Linked DNA regions of Sus scrofa: all the other regions are linked to region 1. A link is a contact called in public Hi-C and HiChIP or PLAC-seq data. All regions are on one chromosome and are shown on one strand. The core of a region is the stretch at or near the end of the contact, and the rest is flanking DNA. Distances in the headings are between cores, read along the strand shown.

The links. A called contact is a pair of places that touch in the nucleus more often than the background predicts. HiChIP or PLAC-seq counts read pairs in DNA pulled down with a chosen protein or histone mark.
Region 2: a contact with region 1 is called in a Hi-C map of alveolar macrophages, with 4 times the contacts expected there. The contact joins the enhancer-like site here to the promoter of RPS17 in region 1. A contact is called at or near these places in 3 of 5 promoter capture datasets (fetal liver, fetal skeletal muscle and liver), 21 of 47 Hi-C or Micro-C datasets (alveolar macrophages, blood, embryonic fibroblasts and 11 more) and 2 of 2 datasets of contacts at active chromatin or transcription factors (alveolar macrophages and skeletal muscle).
Region 3: a contact with region 1 is called in an H3K27ac HiChIP or PLAC-seq map of alveolar macrophages. The contact joins the promoter of PDE8A here to the promoter of RPS17 in region 1. A contact is called at or near these places in 1 of 5 promoter capture datasets (fetal skeletal muscle), 2 of 47 Hi-C or Micro-C datasets (embryonic fibroblasts and fetal heart ventricle) and 2 of 2 datasets of contacts at active chromatin or transcription factors (alveolar macrophages and skeletal muscle).
Region 4: an H3K27ac HiChIP or PLAC-seq map of alveolar macrophages shows a contact between it and region 1. The contact joins the promoter of AP3B2 here to the promoter of RPS17 in region 1. A contact is called at or near these places in 3 of 5 promoter capture datasets (fetal liver, fetal skeletal muscle and liver), 2 of 47 Hi-C or Micro-C datasets (heart right ventricle and liver) and 2 of 2 datasets of contacts at active chromatin or transcription factors (alveolar macrophages and skeletal muscle).

Annotation. Positions count from the first base shown.
Region 1 is chr7:52,384,834-52,388,204 of Sscrofa11.1, forward strand. It overlaps RPS17 (ribosomal protein S17), which reads left to right and starts at 1,509. Exons shown (of 4, transcript NM_001001634.1): 1 at 1,509-1,661; 2 at 2,222-2,327; 3 at 2,783-2,848. The coding sequence starts at 1,509.
Region 2 is chr7:52,579,117-52,582,341 of Sscrofa11.1, forward strand. No RefSeq gene overlaps it. Among named protein-coding and RNA genes, the nearest start is that of PDE8A, 22 kb to the left of the region's middle. Within about 2 kb of position 1,510, at least 9 of the 83 cell types and tissues checked have an H3K27ac peak or open chromatin away from gene starts, as enhancers often do. A contact at or near this core is called in alveolar macrophages, where this site is marked.
Region 3 is chr7:52,556,622-52,560,081 of Sscrofa11.1, forward strand. It overlaps PDE8A (high affinity cAMP-specific and IBMX-insensitive 3',5'-cyclic phosphodiesterase 8A), which reads right to left and starts at 1,861. Exons shown (of 22, transcript XM_021098898.1): 1 at 1,765-1,861.
Region 4 is chr7:52,201,330-52,204,854 of Sscrofa11.1, forward strand. AP3B2 (AP-3 complex subunit beta-2) reads left to right here and starts at 1,320. Exons shown (of 30, transcript XM_021098893.1): 1 at 1,320-1,457; 2 at 1,979-2,039. LOC102161631 (a long non-coding RNA gene) reads right to left here and starts at 1,321. Exons shown (of 4, transcript XR_002345779.1): 1 at 1,186-1,321.

The DNA.
Region 1 (3,371 bases), core at 259-2,758:
CTGGTTTGTGGATGAGTATGGCAGGAACAGCCTGAAGAACAGTGGTGGTTGGAGGAGCTGTTTTAGTTGGGAGAACTGCAGGTGAACTGGGCCCTTCACTTAAATATTTGAGAAATTTACTTTTTGCTGGGCACTGTTCAAGGGCAAAACAGCTCTTACGGGTACAGAACTCACTCTTGGCTGGGAAAACAGACAAGTCACTGTGACATGTGCTAAGAAATACCAAAGCAACTTTAAAAGGATAGCAATGCTAGGAATTCCCACTGTGGCACAATAGGTTAAGAATCCAACTGCAGCAGCTTGGGTGCCTTTTGGGGGTGCAGGTTCAATTACCAGCCTGGCATAGTGGGTTAAAGGAGCTGGCATTGCCACAGCTGCAGTGTAGGTCGCAGCTCCAGCTCTCATTCAATCCCTGACCCAGGAACACCCCCCCCTTTTTTTTTCATTTTTGGCCTCCCTGAGGCTTGTGGAGTTCTTTGGCCAGGGATCAGATCTGAGGGTGGCAACACCAAATCCTTAACCCACTGTGCTGTGCTGGAACCTGAGTCCCAGTGGCTGCAGAGACACCGCTGATCTCATTGCACCACAAGGAGAACTACTGCTGCGCTCCGTTAAAAAAAAAAAAAAAAAAAAGATAGTGATGCTAAAAAACTAAAAGGGTAACGGTACTACTTTATATAAACTGTAGGGAAAGCCCCTTTGGTATAGTGACACCTGAGCAAACGACTGGGAAGAAGTGAGACAATTCTCTCCCAGTTGCACCTGTGTCTAACCTACGCAAGGTTAGACAAGTCTCTGACCCAAGCACTGGGAGGCGGCCCTATCCCGGGCGCCATCCGCATCCCCTCACTTTTCCTCGCTCCTGCCTTAGCTAGAGCTCTTAAGCCTTCCTCCTTCTCCTCGGCCTGTGAAGAAGAGATGTTCAACTCCTAGTGTAGAGCACTCCGGCGATCTAATCACAAGAATCGGGCTTGAGAAGCCTGCCCAAGACAGCCTTAGACGTGGCTGGAGGTGGAAGGTAAGCTCCACCCATCAGGGGGAGGCTCAAGCACTCGCTCCGCCTACTGGACGGCGGCTCCGGCCACACTTCCGCCCCGCTCTGCCAGGGGTCGCTGTGGTTCCCTGGAGGCGGCTCAGCAAGTCCCAGGCTAGGCGGAAGCGGCTTTCTGGCCTGCGCTTTATAGGCCTCTCTTGTGCTTCCTGTTTCCTCTTTTACCGAGAACCCGCCAAGATGGTAGGTGTTTTGGCTCAAAGCTGCCATCCCTCCAATCCTCCTCCATCCGCCACTTTCCACCGCCCCCAGCCCGCAGGGCGGTGTGCCGGGGCCTGTGAGGCCGAAGCCTCCGTGGGCCGCTGGTTTCCGCGTTGACCCGGCGCTCCAGCCTCACCTGGCTGGCCCTCTCCCGGGCTTAGCTCCGGGCCGCGAACCCCGCTCCAGTCAGGCTGTCCCCGCGCTGCTCCCGGAGGGGCACCCTGAGTCAGGAGTGACCCTGTCTTCTCCACCCGCAGGGGCGCGTTCGCACCAAGACCGTGAAGAAGGCTGCCCGGGTCATCATTGAGAAGTACTACACGCGCCTGGGCAACGACTTCCACACCAACAAGCGCGTGTGCGAGGAGATTGCCATTATTCCCAGCAAGAAGCTCCGCAACAAGATCGCAGGGTGAGTTGGCCCGGCCTTCGGCTCCCGCGCCGGGTGGGAGATGCGGAGCCACGGCCCCGCGGGGCCGTTTGGGCTCCGATTCGGGCGGGGCGCTGGGGGTGTGCATTTGCCGGGTTTCTTGCAGCGGTTGTCTTGTGTTCGCTTTGTGTTTGGCGGCTTGACGGGCGACGGCACTTGACGAGGTTGGCCACGGTCGATCCCTGGAAGGTTGACATTTACAGTAAAGGACAACGAGATTAAATGCTCAGTTGTGTAGATTGTAACTCGGAGGAAAGAAAATGATTCCTGGGAGAGAGCAGGAAAGTTTGTTGGGAGGTTTTAGTAACTTGGGAGAGTGAATTTGCATAGAGGATATAGGACCCCGAAGGGACCGGCGTGCCTGTGTAAGCGGAGCTGCGTGTAGGGGTTGGGTGTGTGCAGGAGATTCAGAATCAGGGCTCCTAAAATGGTAAATCCTCTCCCTTCTCACTGTGGAAAGAACTAAAACTCCTCCAGAGGTTCCCTGTACCAGTGGGAGCCAGCGTGCCTTCTCAGTGTTCCTGGACATTTGTGCTTTGTAGCTATGTCACACATCTGATGAAGCGGATTCAGAGAGGACCAGTGAGGGGTATCTCCATTAAGCTGCAGGAGGAGGAGAGAGAGAGGAGAGACAACTACGTGCCCGAGGTAAACTTTGTAGATCTTTCTCTGGGCCTCTGGTTCATCTTAGAAGATAAAACAGTGTTCCTGAGAACCATTTGAGATACAAGGTTTTCAAGGAGACCTTAGCTGAGTCTGAACTTGCCCCTGATCTACCTGCCTGTGTGTTAGTTTTTGTTCTTCCCTGTTGGGCCCATGTGAGTTCATTCTCTTTTACACATGAGGGCCTGTAACGATGCTGCTTTGGTGACTTACCATGTCATCTGGTTTATTTGCTCTAGCATGGTATTTCTGAAGTATAAACCCAGTCTTAAGGTTTTCTACATAGCGAACTTGTGAGATCCCGTTCTGTCCTCTTATGTCCCCTGTCTTCCCCCCTCACCCCACCACCCTTTTTTTTCCTCATTTAAGAATCTTGGAGAAAAGGCACGGAAAGTGAGAGATAACTCATTGCTATTTGGGGCCTGCCTTGTTCCTTCTAGGTCTCAGCCCTGGATCAGGAGATCATTGAAGTAGATCCTGACACTAAGGAGATGCTGAAACTCTTGGTAAGTGTTTGCTGAATTCCTGAAGTAGGGCGCCCCTGGTCACCATCAGTAGCATTCTCTCTGTGATAGGTAACACTTACTGAATCCATAAAATACATCAAGTATTCTCAACATTCTTTGTGCGTTGTTTTCCTTTTTCTCACAATATCCTATAGGCATGTCCTGTTAATTACATTTTATAAGATGGTAATTGCAAAATTAGTAGGTGGCAGGAATGAGAATTTCATCCATACTGCTAACCACTAAACTAGACTGCCTCCAAAATGGGTTTAGCTTGTTACTGTAGGTTCAGTTTGCTTTTCTCATGAAGATAACTCCCAAATCCAGTGGCTCTTCTTCTCAGGGCACTCCTTCTTTCCTGGCTGGCTTCTCACATTTGCCTCCCCTTGGTTCCAGCCCTGGTTCTTTTCTCTGCCTGCTTTCCTCTGTGTCTGTATGCTGACCCATTCCAGTCACCTGTGGTCTCATTCCCAGTTGCTGATGGGGCATTTCTTGAGTGGTTCAGCTGTCTTCAATACAGTTT
Region 2 (3,225 bases), core at 260-2,759, 190 kb after region 1:
TCCACCCCAATGTTTTCTCAAGGTCCCAGGGTCTTAGACGGGACCAGAGCCTTGGGGTGGCCCTTCTGGTCACACCAGTGGCTGCAGGACTGTCCCCAGCCCCAGCCCTATGCTCCCTCAGGTGTGGGGGCTCGGCCAATTTGGGGTGGCTCTCAGGGTGTGGAAATTCAGGGAAGGGGTGTGCACTCTGTGTCTAAGGCCCGCCCTCCCTGGGTGCACCAGGCGGCCTTTCCCTCCAAGGCCTTGTCATCTCCTGAGCCCTGCCCAGAGCCAGAGAATGGGAACCATCCTCAGCCCTCCCCATGGAGTCACACTCTGCCCCTTCCCCTTCTGGGGCAGAAATCTCTCTCTCCCTCCTTTTGGCTCCTAAAGGCCCACCCTTTCTTTCTCTTCTTCCAGGATGTGTCACAGAATCTCCAGAGAGTCAAGGTTATTACAAAAGAGAGCCACTGACTTCCAGAAGCTTCTGTGCTCTGACCACCAAAAATACCCAAAGCAAGGAAATACCAAGGGACTGGCTCCCTGCTTGAGAGAGCCCAGGGAAGAAGTAACACACAATATTTCAATAAATCATCTTTTTTTTTTTTTTTTTTTTTGTCTTTTCAGGGCCACACAGTGGCATATGGAAGTTTCCAGGCTTGGGGTCGAATCAGAGCTGTGGCTGCCGGCTTACACCACAGCCGTGGCATCTCAGGATCTGAACCACGTCGGGTGACCTACACCGCAGCTCAGGGCAACGCCAGATCCCCTGACCCACTGAATGAGGCCAGGGATGGAACCCGCGTCCTCACGGATCCTCATTGGATTCATTACTACTGAACTACAATCATCTTGCCTCCGCTGCAGGATAAAGGACATGCCTCTCACTGTCACAGGTACTGCTGTTGTCAATCTCACAAACTGCCTGTCTCTCCCACCTGCCCATCTTACCTGGTGACTTTCCCTGACTGGAGCTTCCCTCCCCCAATATCATCCTGGGGTTACCTGGACCCCCCCCCACCTCAAGCTGCTGCTGTTACTAGCTTTTTTTTTTTTCCCCCTAGGCCCGCACCCAAAGCATATGGAGGTTCCCAGGCTGGGGTCTAAATGGAGCTGTAGCCGCCAGCCTACACCACAGCCACAGCAGCTCGGGATCCGAGCCACATCTGCGACCAACACCACAGCCACAGCAATGCCAGATCTGAGCCGAGTCTGTGAACTACACCGCAGCTCACGGCAACACCGGGTCCTTAACCCACTGAGCAAGGCCAGGGATCGAACCCACAACCTCATGGTTCCTAGTCAGATTCATTAACCACTGAGCCACGACAGGAATTCCTGTTATTAGCTTTTGATATGTTGTGCTGCAGTAACAGGCAAACTCAGAATCTTAAGAGGTTTATGACCATCAAGATTTCTCTCTCGCTCACAGCATCAGTCCCATTGGGGGTTGCTCTGTCTTCTTCCTCTTGGGGCCCAGGATGAAAGAGGAAACCATCTCTGACTCATGCTTGGAGGCAGGCTGGCAGGATGGCTCAGAGCATGACCTTGCACTCAAACAGACCGGGTGAGGAGTTCCTGCTGTGGTGCAGTGAGATCACCCGTGTCTCTGCAGCGACAGGACACGGCCCTGCACAGTGGGTTAAAGGCCAGGGATCGAACTTGCGTCCCCCTGGATACTAGCTGGATTCATTACTGCTGAGCCACCATGGGAACTCTGGCTCTGTATTTTATTTTATTTTATTTTATTTTTGCTTTTTAGGGCCGTACCTGTGGCATATGGAGGTTCCCAGGCTAGGGGTCGAATCAGAGCTACAGCCACCGGCCTACACCACAGCCACAGCAACACAGGGATCCGAGCCATGTCTGCAATCTACACCACAGCTCACAGCAACGCCGGATCCTTAACTCACTGAGCAAGGCCAGGGATCAAACCTGCAACCTCATGGTTACCAGTCAGATTTGTTTCTGCTTCACCACAACAGGAACTCCTGGCTCTGTATTTTAAAGGGGGGATTAAGTGAGAATTTACAAACTGAATGGGGAGCACCACCTCCTCCCCCTTTGTGCCACTCCGTTCCCGGAATTCTCTCTGCCCACTGTACACCCCTCAGGTAGGACACTGGAGCTTTCTTCTCTAGAGAAACATAATGACCCCAAAAAAGAGATCTCTTAAGTACTGACATCTGGGAGTTCGCCCAGTGAGATGTCTGATCCTGGCCCAATTACCTGACAGCGAGCCCCACCACTTGATAAGATTTAGCCCTCACAGCCCCAGCATCCAAACAACTCGTCAGGACCTCATTGTTAAGAATGAATGAAAACCAAAGGATCAGCAGGTATCTGAGGAAGGTATGCAGTGTGGAAGACAGAAGTCAAAACAAACAAAACAAAAAGGAATGGAGGGGAGTTCCCATCATGGCTCAGCAGAAACAAATCCGACTGGTATCCATGAGGATGCAGGTTTGATCTCTGGCCTTGCTTGGTGGGTTGGGGATCTGGCATTGCCATGAGCTGCGGTGTAGGTCACAGACCCGGCTCAGATCCTGCATTGCTGTGGCTGTGGCTGGCAGCTACAACTCCAATTAGACCCCTAGCCTGGGAACTTCCATAGGTTGCAGGTCCAACCCTAAAAAGAAAAAAAAAAAAAAAAAAAGTAATGGAGGGCCCAGAGACAACACAAATGGACAGAGAAAAATGCCTTAAAGCGATTAATATAATCAACAATACAGAGGGGGTGGTATTACATCCATGGAACAGCAACAAGATGTTAAAAAGAGGAGTTCCCTTGTGGCACAGCAGGTTAAGGATCTAGCATTGTCACTGTAACAGCTCGAGTTACTGCTGTGGTGCAGGTTCAGTCCCTGGCCTGGGAACTTCCACATGCTGTGGATGCTGCCACCAACCCCCCATTCCCCCCCTCCCCACCACCAAAGAAAATCTAATCATAAGGAAAAAGCAGCTGAAAATTAAAATTGGCAGCAGTAATAAAGTTGAGAGAGAAGTTGGAAGATAAACCTAAGAACAATTTACAGAAAGCATACGAAATCAGAAAGAGACAATGGAAGAAAGGTAAGCAAAGTAGAAGATAAACCCAGAGGGTCCAAGAGTCAAATAATAGTTCTGAACGAAGGAGTTCCCATTGTGGCTCAGTGGTAACAAATCCAACTAGTATCCATGAGGATGTGGGTTTGATCCCTGGCCTCACTCAGTGGGTTAAGGATCTGACATTTCTGTGAGCTGTGG
Region 3 (3,460 bases), core at 611-3,110, 170 kb after region 1:
GGCGCCTCGGGCCCGGGCCGAGGCGGCGGTCTTCGGGCCGTGTGGGAAGCGCGGCCCGCCGGGCGGCAGCGGCGGCGGCGCCGCGGGGCCCGGCGCGTCCTCGGCCTCCTTGCCGCCGTGGTACACCGCCCGGTTCTCGGAAATGTGGATGCTCGGGGCGCAGCCCATGCTGGCGGCGGCGCGGCGGACACGCTGGCGGGCAGCCGCGATCCGGTCAGCAAACGGCCCGCCCGGCGCCTCGGGGCCGCCGCGGGCGCCGTGTCATCGCCGCCTGGGCGGGCGGCGGCGGCGAGCGCGGGTCTCGCGTCAGGAAGTGCGGCCGCCCCTTTTATCGTGGTGCGGGCGCGGCGGCGGCGGCGGCGGCGGCAGCGGTGGGGAGGGGGCGCTGGGGCGGGCGGCGCGCCGCGGCCGCCCCTCCGAACATGCCCTTCCTGAGGCGGGAGCCGCCGGCCGCCTCCCTCACATCGCCGCGCTCGCCTCGGCCGCACCGCGCTTCCGGGGAATTTCGGGGGAGGAGATTTGCGCTCTCCCGACCCGAGAGCCGGCGAGTCCGCGCCGCGCGAGCGACGCCGCCCTAGCCGTGGGGCGGTGCGACCCCCAGGGGAGGTGAGCTCTCCGCCAAGCCCGCGCCCGCTCCGCGGCGCTGCAGCCGCTGCCTCCCCTGGCCCGGGCACCCACGCCGCTCCGCCTGCTGTCCCACGAATAAATGCCCCTGATCTGAGGGCTGGTAGAGGAGAGAGGTAGCCTAGGTCTCTCGCCGTTGAGGGGTGGGGGCCTGAGGAAGCCCCTCAGGGCTGCGAGGCTGCGAACGCCCCGGTGGGGAAGGAGAGCCCTTACTTCCAGCCGGACCTGGGGCCGCGCCGTCGAGAAGCGCTGAAAAGCGGCGACGCTCACCCGGGAGCTGCGGGCTGCAGCTCCGGCTCCGTGTTCCGGGCCGGGTCTTGCCGGCAGCCTGCCGCGCCCAGCCCCCAGCGGTGACCTCCAGCGGGTGCTGGCGTCAATGCAAAGCAGCTGGGGCGCCCGCCGCCGCCTCCCGGCACCGCCCGCCACTGAGCATGCGCGGCCACGACGGGAGGGGCGCGCTGCCCCAATGCCGGGAGTAGGAGAGCGACTTGCCCAAGGCCACACACAGCCACCCTGGGCGCGTGGGCTCTGACCTCGGTTCCGCGGCCGCCAAAACCCAAGCCCCTGAGTTCGAATCCCCCAACTGTATAACTTAGCAGCTGCATGACTTCGTTCAGGTCACTATCTCTGAGCCTTGGAGCGCGCATCCATTAAAGAGGCCTCTGGAAGGATCTCCATGGGGCGGGGGGGACAGGGCAATGAGGGCACCCGTACTCCGATCCCAGGCAGGTGGGGACTGGGCGTTATGGTCGGGGGTCTCAGTCCCTGTGCGCTCCCTCGCGCGCCAAGACCTGGGGCACCATGCTTGCCTGCACTGGCAACGGAGAGGCTGCGATGCTGGGATGCTGAGAAGCTACTTTCGCGACAGGTTGGGGATGCCAACCAATGATACTCATCTGAACCAAAGACGGGGGCGCCCAAGACCCCAAAGGCTCCCTGGCCTGCTGGAGCAGAACCAGGCGTCCGCCGTGCAGGGCGAGGGTTGTGATGATGCCAGACGCGCTTTCAGAACTGCAATCCCACACAGATCGCCGCCAGCTCGCTGTGTGACCTTGGGCGAATCACTTAACCTTTCCGTGCCTGAGTCTTCCCTCCCCCGATCAGCTGGAGGGTGGCGCCCCTGGGTGTCCCATCACGTACCCCGGCGCAGCCCACCTCGGACCTGCCCGCACTCCCGCCCTCTCTGAGGCTCCAAGTCCGCGGAGACTCTGGCGCTGCGGGTCCCTTTCCTCTCCCGCGGTCCACACCTTTTCCTAGCGCGGCCCCGGAGCGACCCTGGTTTGCCGCCTCTCCAGCCGGACGCCCAGCTACTGTAAAGACCCGGAGGTGTGCTCTGGGCTGGAGTCCCTTCTGCGGCGCTAGGATCACACAGCCTCGGGCGCCGGATTCCGCGATGGCTTGGGCTTCAAAGAGCTAGGATCCAAACCGGCGGCGCACCTCAAGCCGTGATCTTCTGGGCCCGAGGTGCGCACTGGGTAGAAATGACCGGTAACTTGAGAGCAGCTTTGTGCTGCTGGCCCTTTCTACTAGCCGAGCTGGCCCAAACCACTGGCACGTGACGAGCATTATCAAGTTTAAGCAATAATTAGGGATTTATGCCTCCTCGTCCTATAAAAGTACCCAGTTGAAAGGCACAGGAAAAGATTTTTCTGTCATCGGTTATTCCATCTAAATTGTAGTGTGCTTTCTGTGCTTGTTCTGCAGATTTTAGAAGGTAATTTTTCCAGGCAGAATCTGGACCCTTCTAAATAAAGAGTAATTCATGCAGAAAACGCTTTGAACCATCAGAGTGCTTGAAAGACTATCTCACGCCCTCTGTCCTCCCCTCCTGGCGCTGAGAAGTCTGGCCTTGATGACTCCCAGCACTGACCTTGCCTCCTCCTGCCACTATAGACTGCCCTCTCGCCCCCACCCCCCTGCCTCACAGGCAGAACCTCAGCATCCTGTCCTCTCCTTGGAAATTCTTGAGCAACCCCTTTTCTAATTAGGAGTGCGGACTTCTATCCCCAGCCCCTGCCTCACTGGCTACCTTCATTGCCATCCTGAGCTGGTCACTTACCCTCTCTGTGCTCAGAGAACTGCTGGACAGCCATGTTGACTGATTCCCAGCTCTGCAATTTGGGGACTTAGACTTAAAGACCTAAGGCTAAGAATGAAGCAGGGACAGACAGGAAAGGTAGGAATCATCTGCCCGCTTCTGGGGTCACAAGGAGTAACCCCCCACTCACTTCTGTAATACTCTGGAACTCAGCCTGGGACACTCCAGGAAGTCACAGTCTCTTCCCGCCACCTGCCTCCCATCCCAGCTTCAAGCGCCTTACATCGGATGCCTCCTACTTCTTCCCTGGCCATAACTTGCATTTTGAGTGACGGGGGACACAAAAGGTGTTACAATGACAGAAATAACCCAAACCTTGAATGTGCCACCTGCTGGCTTACCCAGGACTCCCGAGCCCCTGTGTTGAATCTCTCAAGGTGAAGTTCATAGCAGAGAGGCACCCCAGCTCTGTGGGCACCTGGAAGTTCTGGGCAACACAGGAACACACTCCGCCACAACCCCCCGTGCCTTCCACCCAGGTGCATGGACCCCCAAGCAGAGCTGCTTGACCCCCACCAGGCTCAGAGTTGTAGCTGAATGTCAACTTCAGTTCTTACTCTTCAGACTCAGGCATGAGGTCAGTGGGGCTAGGACAGATGCCAGCCTGGGCCCTGTCCACCCACTAGCACAGGCCATTCCCGGGAGACTCCTCCTGTGGCCCCCTTCACCAGTTCGTGAGGGACATGAAGATGCAGGGTCCCACACAGCTTTATTTGTCTAAAACCCAAACCGACTCTG
Region 4 (3,525 bases), core at 70-2,569, 180 kb before region 1:
ATTGAAGAGAAACTGTTTAGTAATCCAAAGAGACAATATGAGGAGTTCCCATTGTGGCTCAGCAGGTTAAGGACCCAACATAGTCTCCAGAGGATGCAGTCTGATCTCTGGCCTCAATCAGGGGGTTAAGGATCCAACCTTGCAGCAAGCTGCAGACTAGGTCGCAGATGCGGTAGGGATTTTGCCCTGGCTGTGGCAGGCCAGTAGCTACAGCTCGCATTCCACCCCTAGGAACTTAACTTCCATATGCTGAGGGTGGGGCCCTAAAAAGAATAAATAAATAAATAGCAAAGATAAATACAAGGCAAAGATAAATAAATAAAAAGCAAAGGAGTTCTCCTCGTGGCCAGTGGTTAATGAATCCGACTAGGAACCATGAGGTTGCAGATTCGATCCCTGTCCTTGTTCAGTGGGTTAAAGAGCCGGCGTTGCTGTGGCTGTGGCGTAGGCCGGCGGCTACAGCTCTGATTAGACCCCCAGTCTGCGAACCTCCATATGCCGCGAGAGCAGCTCAAGAAAAGGCAAAAAGACAAAAATAAATAAATAAATAAAATTTTTTTAAAAATAAAAAGCGAAGGCAGTACGATGTGAAGGAAAGAATTTGGGGTTGGAAATGAAGAAATCTCATTTCTAGTCCTGTTTCTGTCAATAATAATCTGTTTAACTTTCAGCCTGTCTCCTCTCAGACACTGCGCTTAAGAGGAAAGGAGGGGTATGACCTATACAGCTCAGTTCCACCGTAATACCAAATGAACTTGCTGGCTGATTCGGGAAACTTATTACTAACTGAGGGTGTACTTTTTCCAATTAATGCAACATGAGCTGCTGCCTCAAGCCGTCTTACAACGTCTGGGTTTGTACAGAACTTCACGTTACATACCTCATGCAACAAAGGGCATTTCCCATGTGAAATTTCGCCTATTGAAATTTGTTCTTAATCTTTTTGAGTGTGGACTTCTCCCTTCCACATTTATCCCTACGACAGCTCCATGTGCAACCAAGCTCGTTTTTCACACGAAGTTGAGAAAGGTGAGCACAGTGTGTTTGGAATGAGCCCTTCCTCGCTGGTGGCCCTGGCCCGGCGACAGATACCTCGACCCCTCACCTCTACTTCGGTTCCCCGCCGCATCCTCTGAAGCCCTATACTCCAGACTGACTGCCTATAAGGACGCTGCTGTCACCTACCCCGCTGGGTGGCCGGAACTCGGCCTCACTTTACGCCGTGTAAACAACATCCCCTACCGTCTCCGATCTCGGTGGCAATTCCTTCCTCAGCAGGCGGAAAACAGGTCGTTCCGGCTTCCGGGGCGCTGGAGGAAGTCCGGCCCCACGCAACAGCGTGAGGGGGCGGGTCGCGTCGAGGCGCCGCGCAGGCGCGTAAAGGATTAGGCGATGACGCCACTTCAATGGGCTGCTTACCACTCTGTAGGGTCGACTGGAGGCACGCAGTGTGGGAGGTTATTGCTGCTGTGTCCATGGCGGTGGGGACAGGCCTGGGACCCGTTCAGCAGGGCTTGAGAGAGCAGCTTGTAGACTCCATCTCAAAAAACAACCATATTCTCCCAACGGTGTCCTCCGGGAAATCGAAGCCCCTCTGCCCCCAGCTGTCCTCGTTTCTCGCTTCGCTCCACCTCCCCGTGCCGTTTTTAGTACCTTACTATCATTCGTTTATCAATGTGGGTCCATATCTTGTCGCAGTAATGGCTGTCATTTGCTGCATTGGTTGTGCATCTCACAGCAGTAGCTCATAAGTACCTGGTAATTCTTGACTACTGGACTGATGGAAATTTACTCATCCCTTTACCAAGGACAGGATTGAGCGCCTAAGTAGTCCTGAACTGGACTGTGGCTATGGCACTTTGGGGACCGGGAAGGTAAATTAGAAATTAAAATTGCTGTTGTCCTAGTATCCTAGGCTGTCATAACAGAGTAACACAAATTGAATGGTTTAAAACAACAGATATTTGTTCTCTCACAGTTTTGGAAGATGGAAGTCCGAAAAAAAGGGGTCATCAGGATCGTGTTTCCTGTGAGACTAGGTAAAACCCTTACCTTTTCCTAGTTTCTGGTGTGGTCCATCCCACAATCTTTGGCATTCTTTGGCTTGTAGTTGCCTAATTCCATTCTCTTAACTCTGCTCTAATGGTGTTCTATCTGTGTCTTATTTCTGTTTCATAATTAATCATAATTAAGTTCATTTGTATCGGTTTTTTAGATTCCGCTTATAAGTGATATCATATGATAGTTGTCTTTGACTGACTTCACTTAGTATAATAATCTTTACATCCATCCCGTGTTGCTGCAAAAGGAATTATTTCATTCTTTTTATGTCTGAGTAATATTCTCCCTCCCTCCCTCTCTCTCTCTCTCTCTCTCTCTCTCTCTCTCTCTCTCTCTATATATATATATATATATATATATATATATATTTGGTCTTTTGTCTTTTTAGGGCCACACCCATGGCATATGGAGGTTCCCAGGCGAGGGGTTGAATCGGAGCTGTAGCTGCTGGCCAACACCATAGCCACAGCAACAAGGGATCTGAGCCCAGTCTACGAACTACACCACAGCTCACGGCAATGCCAGATCCTTAACCTACTGAGTGGTGCCAGGGATCAAACCCGAGTCCTTGTGGATACTAGTCGGGTTTGTTAACCACTGAGCCACGACTGGAACTCCGAATATTCTATTGTTTATATGTACCACATCTTTATTCATTCACCTGTGATGGACATTTAGTTGCTTCTAAGTCTTAGCTATTGTAAACAGTGTTGCTGTGAACTTTGGGGTGCATGTATCTTTTTGAACTAGAGATTTCCTCTCTTTTGGATATATGCTGGTAGCAGCATGGGATCTCTGGATTATATGGTAACTCTATTTTTAGTTTTTTAAGCAACCTCCATATTGTTCGCCATAGTGGCTACACCAATTTATATTCCCACCAACAGTGTTGGAGGGTTCCCTTTTCTCCACACCCTCTCCAGCATCTGTTATTTGTAGATTTTTTTGTTGATGCCCATTCTGACTAGTGTGAGATGATACCTCATTGTAATTCAACTTGTATTATTAACATCCCCCCTTAATAGCAAAACCTGACAAAAATAGCACAAGGAAAAAAAAAACCTAGAGACTAAACTCACATAGATACAAAGCTCTGAAGTAAAATATCAGCAAATGCACCGGGGTACTCCATTTGAAACAAGAAAGCATTTATGAAATAATTTAATATTAGAAAATCTGTTGCTATGAATTCTGTTAATAATTTAGAAGTTTAAAACTATATCATCATCTCAACTGATAAAATGTCTTAAAAATTTAATATCTAATTTGACTTCAAAGAGAACACTTTCAGGAGTTCCCACTGTGGTGCAGTGGGTTAAGGCTCCAGCATTGCTGCAGCTGTGGCATAAGTTGCAGCTGCAGCTTGGATTTGATCCCTGGCCTGGCAACGTTCATATGCTGAGGGTGCAGCTGAAAAAGAAAAAAAAAAAAAAAAAAAAAAAAGGAGAGAACACTTTCAGCAAA